Regions from separate parts of the Muntiacus reevesi genome. Here region 1 is linked to region 2. Evidence: chromatin contacts called from public Hi-C data. All regions are on one chromosome and are shown on one strand. The core of a region is the stretch at or near the end of the contact, and the rest is flanking DNA. Distances in the headings are between cores, read along the strand shown. Region 1 holds the start of ZNF407 (zinc finger protein 407). Region 2 holds the start of PTGR3 (prostaglandin reductase 3).

The links. Hi-C and Micro-C count contacts between places; a contact is called where the count stands out from the background.
Region 1: a contact with region 2 is called in a Hi-C map of blood, with 4 times the contacts expected there. The contact joins the promoter of ZNF407 here to the promoter of PTGR3 in region 2. A contact is called at or near these places in 2 of 3 Hi-C or Micro-C datasets (blood and muscle).

What each region holds. Positions count from the first base shown.
Region 1 is chr4:4,307,623-4,312,191 of mMunRee1.1, reverse strand. ZNF407 (zinc finger protein 407) reads left to right here and starts at 1,610. Exons shown (of 9, transcript XM_065932291.1): 1 at 1,610-1,900.
Region 2 is chr4:3,838,707-3,843,514 of mMunRee1.1, reverse strand. It overlaps PTGR3 (prostaglandin reductase 3), which reads right to left and starts at 2,942. Exons shown (of 2, transcript XM_065932289.1): 1 at 2,200-2,942. The coding sequence starts at 2,408.

The sequences.
Region 1 (4,569 bases), core at 361-2,860, 470 kb before region 2:
AAATGACTCATTTTATACATGAGGAAAATGAAGTCGACTTGACTTCTTGAAGGTCACTATATAATGTAAAGGTCCTGCCTGTCTCAGTAAAATAATGGATGATGGGGAACTGAAAAATAAACTCAGGTTTGATTACACTGCTTCAAGAAGGAAGAGGAATGTCAAATTCCCAAGGTAAGAAAAGAAAGGTGGCAAGATCAATCAGAACTCAAAATCAACAGAATGTCTATTCCACATGGAAAAATGCTAGCTACTGTAACTGTTGAGAAATTCATCGCCTTGTCATCCAAAAGATGCATGGTGGACTGGAAAAGGCTGGCTGTAGAGTTTACAGACGAGTTCCACCTTTACTAGCTGTGTGATCTTGGGAAAAGTTGACTCTTCTAAACTGCAATTACCTGTTGTGGGTGACAGACATGAGGCTTCATATAGATTACAAAAAGAATTTGACCAGATGATGTTTGTGAAAGATACTCTATAAGACAGTGTTTAAAAACGATTATCACCTGAATGTTCTGATTCAGAATCACTGATCTGGAACTGGCTTTGACAGTTGCTTTGGTTGACAAGTTAAAATGTTAGTCCCTCAGTTGTGTCTCCCTCTTTGGGGCTGTAGCCCGCCAAGGCTTCTCTGTCCATGGGCTTCTCCAGGCAAGAATACTGGAGTGGGCTGCCATTCCCTTCTCCAGGGATCGACCACAGGTCTCCTACATTGTAGGCAGAGTCTTTATCATCTGATCCGCCAGGCTAAGAAAGCCTATCATTGTAATACTATCCTGAAAAAATTCCACTTACTTAAAAATTATACAAAGCTGATTATTTAGGAAATTCCCCTCCCTATATCTTCGAGATAAAGTCAAAACTCCTTTGCCAGCTCTGTCTTTACACTGACCCCAAGTGGGGCAGCACAGCTGCCCGCTCCTCTCTGAGCATCTTTGCCCGCGCACTTTTCAAGCTGCAGTCCTCCATCCGGACTTTGAGTCTCCTGAGAAAAGGCTGTAAGCTTCAGGTTGCCCAGAGTTCCCCGAAAAGGGGCAGGAGGGGTGGTGTCTACTAGGCTCCGTCGTGCTGTGCTTCTTGCGATGTGCTCTTCACGTTTATAAAAACGATTCGGCGGGGACGTCTTCAACGCCCTAAGTGTCTTCGGTTTCTCTTGCCAAAGCGTCCAACAACCACCTTTGGCAACTCTGCCTCCCCGTTAGTACCGGAATTCGGCCCGTGGCTCCGAGGATCCCTTTGTTTGAGGCGCTCTTCAGGTCTTCCTGAGTCCCTGGAGCCGCGCAAGCGCCCGGCGCGCCAGAGAGACCCTGTCCCCACAAGACGAGCGCCGGGCAGCGCTCAGCCAGCTCGGGCCCAGGGCAGCGGCCTCCCCCGGGATCCGCGAAGGCGGGCGAGTGGGGGTGGATTGGTGGGCACGGGGTCGGAAGGGCGGCGGACCGTCCGGCAGGAATCCGCTCGGGGAGCCCCGCAAACCCCGCCTGGTCCTCCGGGTCGGACGCCGCCAGTCGTCCACAATGATTGACCCGCGTCTCCCTTGGTTTTGCAGCCGACCTCTAGGATTTTTCCGTTTTCCTCACTGGGGGAGGGGGCGGGACATCCTGTTCCAGAGCCCAGTGACTTCCGGCAGGAGGCAACATACGGAACGCGGGAGGCATACAGGCCCGCCGGCCCGTCGGGACAGGTAGGGAGCACTCGATTTGACCTTCACTAACCCCGGTTCCAAGATCTGGGGCTCTGTCCAAGATGCCCGGCGCCCCGTCCCCGAAACAGTAGTCCTGGTGGCCGCCGGAAGTGGGGAAGCGCCGAAGCCGGAAGTCCCGCCCCTTCCTCCCAGAGGGAAGACGGTGAGCCGGAGGAGTCAGTCAGAGGGGCGAGCGGGAGCGGCCCCGCCGGCAAACAGGTGAGATACCCCCCGGCCTGGGCGGGGGGCGTGGGGGCGGGGACCGTCCGGCGTCAGCGCGGGGCCCAGAGGCGGGGGCCTGCGGGCCGGGGCGCGGACCGATGGGCGCCGGGCGCCCCGCCGCGGCCCTTCGCTCTGCCTCCGCCCCCCTCCCCCCGCCTCCGCCCCTCCCGGCTCGCCGGTCCCTCCCGGCGCCGCCCCGACGCCCCCGACACACGCCCGCAGCCCGCGCCGGGCTCTCCCCGCCGGGCCGGCTGTCAGCGCCGAGGCCGCGATCGCGCGCCCCCCGCCCGCGATCGGCGCTTCTCCTCGCCGGGCTGCTCCGCGGGGAAGCGCAGCACGCGCCGCGTGCCGGCCGCGCGCTCCCGGCCTCCCCGAGCCGCGCTGCCGCCGTTACGGACGCCGGGCGGGCGGAGCGCCGGAGGCCGCGGGACCCGGCCGCTCGGGTTCAAGCCGCCCGGCCCGGGACGTAGACCGCCCGGGCTGCCGGCCGCCACGGGTCCCGCCCGGTGCAGCCGGCGGGCGCGTCCTCCGTGCTCTCGGGTCGCTCGCCCGGGACCCAGCCGGGCGCCGCGGGCCGCAGCAGCGGCTGACCCCTGTCGGCTGCGCCGCGGTGTGAACGGCTGGAGTTGTTTTCCAGGGGAACTCTGCAACAGGACGCCTGGGCGGGGTGGGCACCCACGCGCACATGTGCGGGACTCCTTTATAGATGATCGTAGCCCTGGCGCCGATCGAGGGAGAACTTTACAGTTTGAGCCCTTGGAACTGGTCACCGCCTGCACCTGCCCTGCGTTGAAGTGTTAGTCCAGTGGGAAGACCGGACGTATATGATCAGAGCATCCTTAGGAGCTCGTTTGACAGATACTCTGCTTTATTTAGCACAGCAGTCTTGTAGAGTAGGAATTATATTCTCTTCACCAACGGAGACCAAGATTAAATCTTGACCAAAGTTAACATCGGGGATTCCAATCTCAAATGTTTGTTACTCATTCTTTTTCAAGTTTGTGTTCAAGTCCTGAGTCACTAACTAGTGCCCGAGTCTGTGCGACTCCATGGACTGTAGCCCGCTAGGCTCCTCTCTGTCCATGGGATTCTCCAGGCAAGAATACTTCCCTCCTCCAGGGGATCTTCCCTACCCAGGGTTGGAACCCCGGTCCACTGCCTGCACTGGCGGGCGGATTCACCCGGAGCCACCAGGGAAGCCTCCTTTTCAAGTTTGCTCCATGTGAAGTGACCCCCTCCTAGTGTCGCAGCTGGTGAACACTAGGGCAGGACTCTCCAGTAGCTTGTGTCTTCTGATGTGACATGTGAGACAGTTGTGATGATTGCGGACAGCGCAGTGCTACTGGTACCCCCCGCCCGTCTTTTTAAAAAAATTTTTATTTTCGAATAATTTCAAATTTGCACAAAAACTGCAAGATTGGACAGAGTTCAATTGTTGTTCAGCAAAGCACAGCTGACTTGACTTAAACACTTCCTGCTTCCTGTCAGACACCCTTCTAGGTGAAGGAGAGATGAACGTGTTGCCCGAGATGATTTCAGGGCCGGTTGTGGAGACAGATACACAGATACAGTGCCTGCTGCTCCGTGCTGAAATGGAGCACGGGCCCACAGTGGGAGTGGTGACTGCGGGGGAGCAGCGCTGACAGCCTGCAGGGTGCAGCCTTGAGTGCGATCTCCAGGGTTAATGGGGGTTCCCTTGATTGATGGGACGTTTCCCCCAGCATTCATTCTAATGTGGTTTTATTAGAGGAGAGCTCTCCAGCCCTTATAAAACAGACTCTTCTAATCTGATTCTCCTCCCTCCCTCTCTCACAGCCCCTCAAAGAAGAGATCTGTTTCTCAGGTATCACAGGTTGTGAGAAGAATCCTGGTTTATAAATCCACGAGTAGGAGGATAAATTAAAGCCGTGTCATAATGGAAATACCTAAGACTGATACATTTTTAAAATTTTGTGTTTCTCAAGAATGTTTATTACACGAATATTTTCTCATAAGAAATGAGAGTGGCACTTGGCTTGAAATGAAGGAGTATGTTTTACATATAAATCTTAAAAGGTATCGTAATTTACTGTGTGTGTTAGTCACAGTCGTGTCCAACTCTTGTGACCCCATGGACTGTAGTCTGTCAGGCCCCTCTATCCATGGGATTCTCTAGGCAAGAATTCTGGAGTGAGTTGCCATTGCCTTCTCCAGGGGATCTTCCTGACCCAGGGATTGAACCCAGGTCTATTCTTTACCATCTGAGCTACCTGGGAAGCCCAATGTAATTTATCAGTATATCAATTTTTGGTGGTAATATGATATATACATAATATATTATTTATCATTTTAACCATTTTAAGAGTACAGTTCAGTGACATTAAGTACGTTTACATTGTGTAGACATCATCACCATTTGCCTCCAGAACATTATCTTCCCAAACTGAAACTTAAAGTGTACTTTTTAAAAATGAAATACAGCACAAAAGAGTCTTCCAATCAACAATTTTTCATTTTCCTAATTAATTTCCTTCTTCCAGGAAAGAATTATTGCATAATGTCCCACTTGTACAACATTTGCTTAGACCTTTGGTAATTACAACCCTCCTTGAATCCTTATACTGTTTAGTGGAATAGCAAGAGATAATAATAGGCATTATGATTTTGGTTTTGAGTTTCACAGAGCT
Region 2 (4,808 bases), core at 1,693-4,192:
TGTTCGGGGCGATTTGGTCTGGGATTAAAATGAACTAACCTGTAGTGAAGTATTGAGCCTCTATTCTTAAAAAAAAAAATCGATAAAATGCCACTCTTACTGACAACGTTTGCTAGAATAAAGGACCTTCCCACAGTTTGGGGGGTAGGAGCAGATTTTCCAGCAGAGTCAGGAGAGGGGCAGGCAGAGGTCCGCCCCCTCCCCACAAGCAGAAAACGCGCCCCCTTCTTCTGTGACGGATTTCAAGGTAGAAGTTAGAGGTCAAGCGGTGACTATAAATATCCTATTTATATTAAAGGGATTCTTGGCATCTGTGAACGGAAGATAGAGGCGTGGATCTTAAAGCAACCCAAGTTGAGAGCATCCAACATGGCAGCCGGCGCTCCAGAATTCCGACCGACCACCCAGTTCGGGGACCGGCCCTGGTGACCCAGCGCGGGGAAGGGGCACACACCCTGCGGAGCTGGTGCCCCGCGGGCGGGTAGGCCGGTCCTGCGGGCAGGAACACCTCCAATGCGGCGCGGGCGGGGGTCCCACCGCGCGGCTGCTGGGAGTGCGGGAACTTCACACCTTCCCCTGCCCGCCCCGCTCAGCCGCCCCTCCCCACTTCACACCCTGTTTGTAAAAGGTGTTCTTTTCCCAAGCAGCCGTGGTATGTGCCATCAGGACTCACAGTTCACAGTGAGCAGTATCAGGGGGAAAAAAAGAGAAAAAGCCTGCGTGAAACTTTGCCTGTTGGGTTTCTTCGGTGGTTTTTTCAATCTGAGTCTCGTCTCGTTTCAAGCAAATCACTCATGTGTTTTGTATGTCCTGCGTGAACACTCACCCACCCTTCTTTTCAACTTGGCAGGACGCGCGTCTGGATCTCAACTGCCTTAGCGGTTCCTGGTACTGATGAAGAAATCCTCCGAAGCCCGGGTCCCAGCAGTGCACTTCAGCCCACCGGTTCGGGCGCCCCCTGCCCCCACCCCTTTCCCAGCCTCCACTCAGCCCCACCTTTGGCTCACTTGGTTTCTACCTCTCCAACAGGTTCCCAGAAATTTGACATCCTGGTCAGAATTCCGAAGTCTCCCAGCCAAGTTGGGAAGGCTGATACGAATCTCTATAAATGGACCGTTCAGCATTGCCCCAAGCTGATTAGATAAGACACACGGTCCCTCAGTCCTCGCCGAGGACCGGGTGCTTTCGAGCACACCACTGACAACCTGGTTACAACCAAAAGTTACTTCTCCCTCCGAAAGTATTACGCAACCTGAAATATGCCACACTCGCCCCACAGACGGGACTGACCGGGCGGGCGAGCCCCGCTCTCGCCAAGGGGGATGGAGGAAGCGGACGCCCCGCCTGCAAGTCAGGCAGCTAGGGGACCCACCGGCAGAGCCGCAGTCACGGCTCTGCAGAGTGAGGTCCCTTCCCTCTTGTTGCTTCAGCAGTTACTAAGGATTAGTGAGATGGAAGCAAATTAAGGTGGGCAGTGTGGAGGTGGAAAAGACAGTCCGAAGGTCGGGCGACGACCCGAGCCTCATCCAGTCTGCAAAACTTGCGGCCATGCCCCCGCCCCGGCCGCGCCGCCCAGGACGCGCGCCCCGCGCCCCGCGGCACACTGCAGGGCACAGACGACAGTCACACACAGCTGACAACACCCAGACGGCACCGGCGAGGTGCACTCCAACACACCCAACGACAGGCTCCACCACAGCCAGGCAGCTGCCAACCTGGAGCGGACAGGAACAGCCAGCCGGGGCCCCGGCCTCCTTCCTCCAAAGCACGTTACCTAAACGTCGCGGTTTGTGTCCAGGCTGTTCACAACTCCACCCTAAAGATTAGGCGATCGCTGGAGCCGTGGGTGCGCGCGGGTGGGCCGGGCAGGGAGCCTCCCCTTCTGGGTCCCGTCGGTTTTATTTCGGGAGCGGGAGGGGGAGGAGGAGGGAGGGCTGGGGGAGGGGAGGGGAATCCCAAATTAAAATAACCCTCCGTTATGAGGACGCTCGGTGCCATCGGATATTCACACCGGCAACAGTCTCATTACGCTCGCCTTCGCCAGATGGCGGCGGGTTCAACTTCCCGGGATCTCGCAAAGTCGGGCTGTGCGCCCGAGCGCGCGCCGGGAGTGGGGACGCCGGCGGGCGCGGGACAGCCCCGGAGCCGCACGGCGCGGCGCGGGCCGGGGCCGGGGCGGGGGACGCGCGCCGGGCTCACCGGTTCCGGACGAGGAGGTCTCCGTCCCCGGGGAGTGGCACCGGGCAGTCCCGGCGCAGGGTGACGGCCTCGCGGAAGTTGGGGCTCAGCCGGGTCACCACCAGCTTCTGCATCGCGCTAGGGATGGCCGAGCCCTGGAAGTCCAGGAAGTGGCGGGCGTACGACATGTCCACGATGGCTCGGGTCCCGGCGAGCGCTAGCCTCTGCATGGCCCGCGCCTCTGCCTGTTTTCTGCGCCGCCGTTGGCCGGGGTCGCGCCCAGTCCGGGCCGCTCGGCGAGGCTCGGCTCCGCGCAGCGGGCGGAGCGGGCGGGTCCGCCCCTCCTCCGGCCCGCGCCCTCCCCTCGGCTACCCCCGCCCCCACTTCCCCACTACGCTTGACGCCCGCTCCCCCCTCCTGCCCCGCCGCGCGCTGCGCGGGGAGTCCGCGCAGCCCCCGCGGTTCCCGGGCGCGCCACCCCCGGGGTCTGGGCCAGGGGATCGCTGCTGCCCCGGCCGCTGCTCCTTTAATCTTTTTGTTTTGGTTTGAATCTGCTTGGCGCAGACTGGCCAAGGATTCTCTCCACCCTCCCCCTTCCTCCCGGCGCCCGGGAGGCACCGGATATCTCCACCCTCCCCACGGTCTAAAAGCCGGATTTGACTCCTCTAAAAGGGTGAGGGGGGCGGCGAGGGCACCCGCGCGTCCCGCGACCGCCGCGGCCCACAGCCGGCGGCAGCCCGGGGCGTCCTCGGAGCTGCGCGGCGCCCGGCGGCCGGCGCAGGCGCCTCCCCTTCCCGTGCGGAGCGTTCACTTCCTTGCAAGGTGGTACGAATCAACCCCGAGCGCGGCCGGGGCGGCGGGGCACGGCCCGGGCCCGAGGCCGGGCGGGGAGCCCTGGGCGCCGGTACCGGCGCAGGAGCACCCAGCGCCGGGCGGGGGGCGCCCAGGGTATCCTGCGACCCAGGCTGTTGGCCCTCGTCCTCGCGACGCCTCGCCCGTGCCTTCTTGCCCTTAGTCTGTCCCATGTAAGTTGCACGAACTAAGCCATTTTATTTATTTTGGCTAAGACTTCATGTTTTTCCATAACTGTTTTAAGTGGCCTCTACAAGACTGTTACGGGTTTCCCACTGGGAAAGAAACACAGATACTGGATACCAGAGGGTCAAATTCCAGAGCACACTAACATCTTAAACTTCTGGGGTGGGGGCTGGGGGTTGGGGTGCCGAGGGCCTTAATGGAACTGGAGACGTTGCCATGATGTATGGGGACCTTTTCTTATAACCCAGCTAGAAAGATCTGCCATTCCATCGTGTCAATTATCTCCCTGTTTGTATTGACCAAATAATCAATTCACGTTTCACAGAGGGGCCAGATTAAATATTTTCCACATTTTTTGTGTGTGTAATGAGCAAAGTCCATCATTAAATTTTTATTAAAGGAATACATTGTAGTGAAACATGTTTCCTTATTGTCCACTTACCCATTAATTACCAAAATATAAAAGCCGCGCAGTGCCCCTCCGCAATCACACCTAACCCCCAAACTAGGATTGCAAAAGTGACACAGGTATTTTTATCTCAAATGTTGGACATTCCTCGTCCAAGGGTAGTTTGTGTCCACGTGGGTGCGTGTGTGTGAGTGTACAAGCGGGGGCGGAGGGGGAGACTCGCAGGTTTAAAAATCTGCAGGAACTAGTGTCTACTCAACTTGGCTTATAACACATGGGCTTCACCCACGGTCAGCCGGTGGATTATAATAACAAACCCCTCAATGTCTTTCTCCAACGTGCAATCTTTTATGTTATGCCGTATTAAGATTTCTTTTTTGTGTCATATTGTTTAGCTCGGGGGGAAAAAAAAAGAAAACAAAGCAATTAAAAAGATTGACAGGTATGGTTTGTGAGAGACCTATTTGTAATTGTCAGGGTGACGTTGGCGAGAGGAGGAGGAGTAAAAACTGAAGCCGGAAAAGCAGCTCGATGTGTCTGTCTATCAGTTGAGACTGTCTGAAAGCTCTGCGATCCGAATGTGTGTTATATTTCACTGAAAAGAGGAGCGAGCGAGAGTGCATCTCCTCTCTCCCAGGAGTTTGGGGGGGACCGTCCACGCTCATCTCGCCCACCCAGTGAATGTCTGCTCTTCACCCCTTCGCGCACACTCTCCGGGTTGTTGTTGTTGGCTTTTTTTTTTTTTTTCTAGGAAGGGGGGTGCTTTTTGTGTATTTTTCAAAATTTTTCTGTTGGAAGATCAAGACCGGCCAAAAATCCATGATCAAAATGTGTTTGCATTAGATTTCGCCTCCGAAGAAGCGGCGATCCTGGCGGCACAGCCCCGCGGGGAGCGCGGGGCAGCGAGTGGCGCTCCGGCGGCGGGTGACACTGTTTGATCTGTGACTGTTTGGAAGGTGGAGCAGCGCCTGACATCTCCCCCCGGCGCATGTATGTACGGGGGCTTCACTCCTGTCTTGTTTGCTTTCTTCCTCTTAGACTAAGTGCGGGGAGGAAAAGGACAGCCCGGATCGGCCTCGCCGGCGCACAATGAGCAAGCTGCGACCCGCGCACTAAAAACACTCGCCGCGACCCCCGCACCGCCTGGAGCGAGGGGGAGAGAAAGTTGCGCTCCGAGACTCTC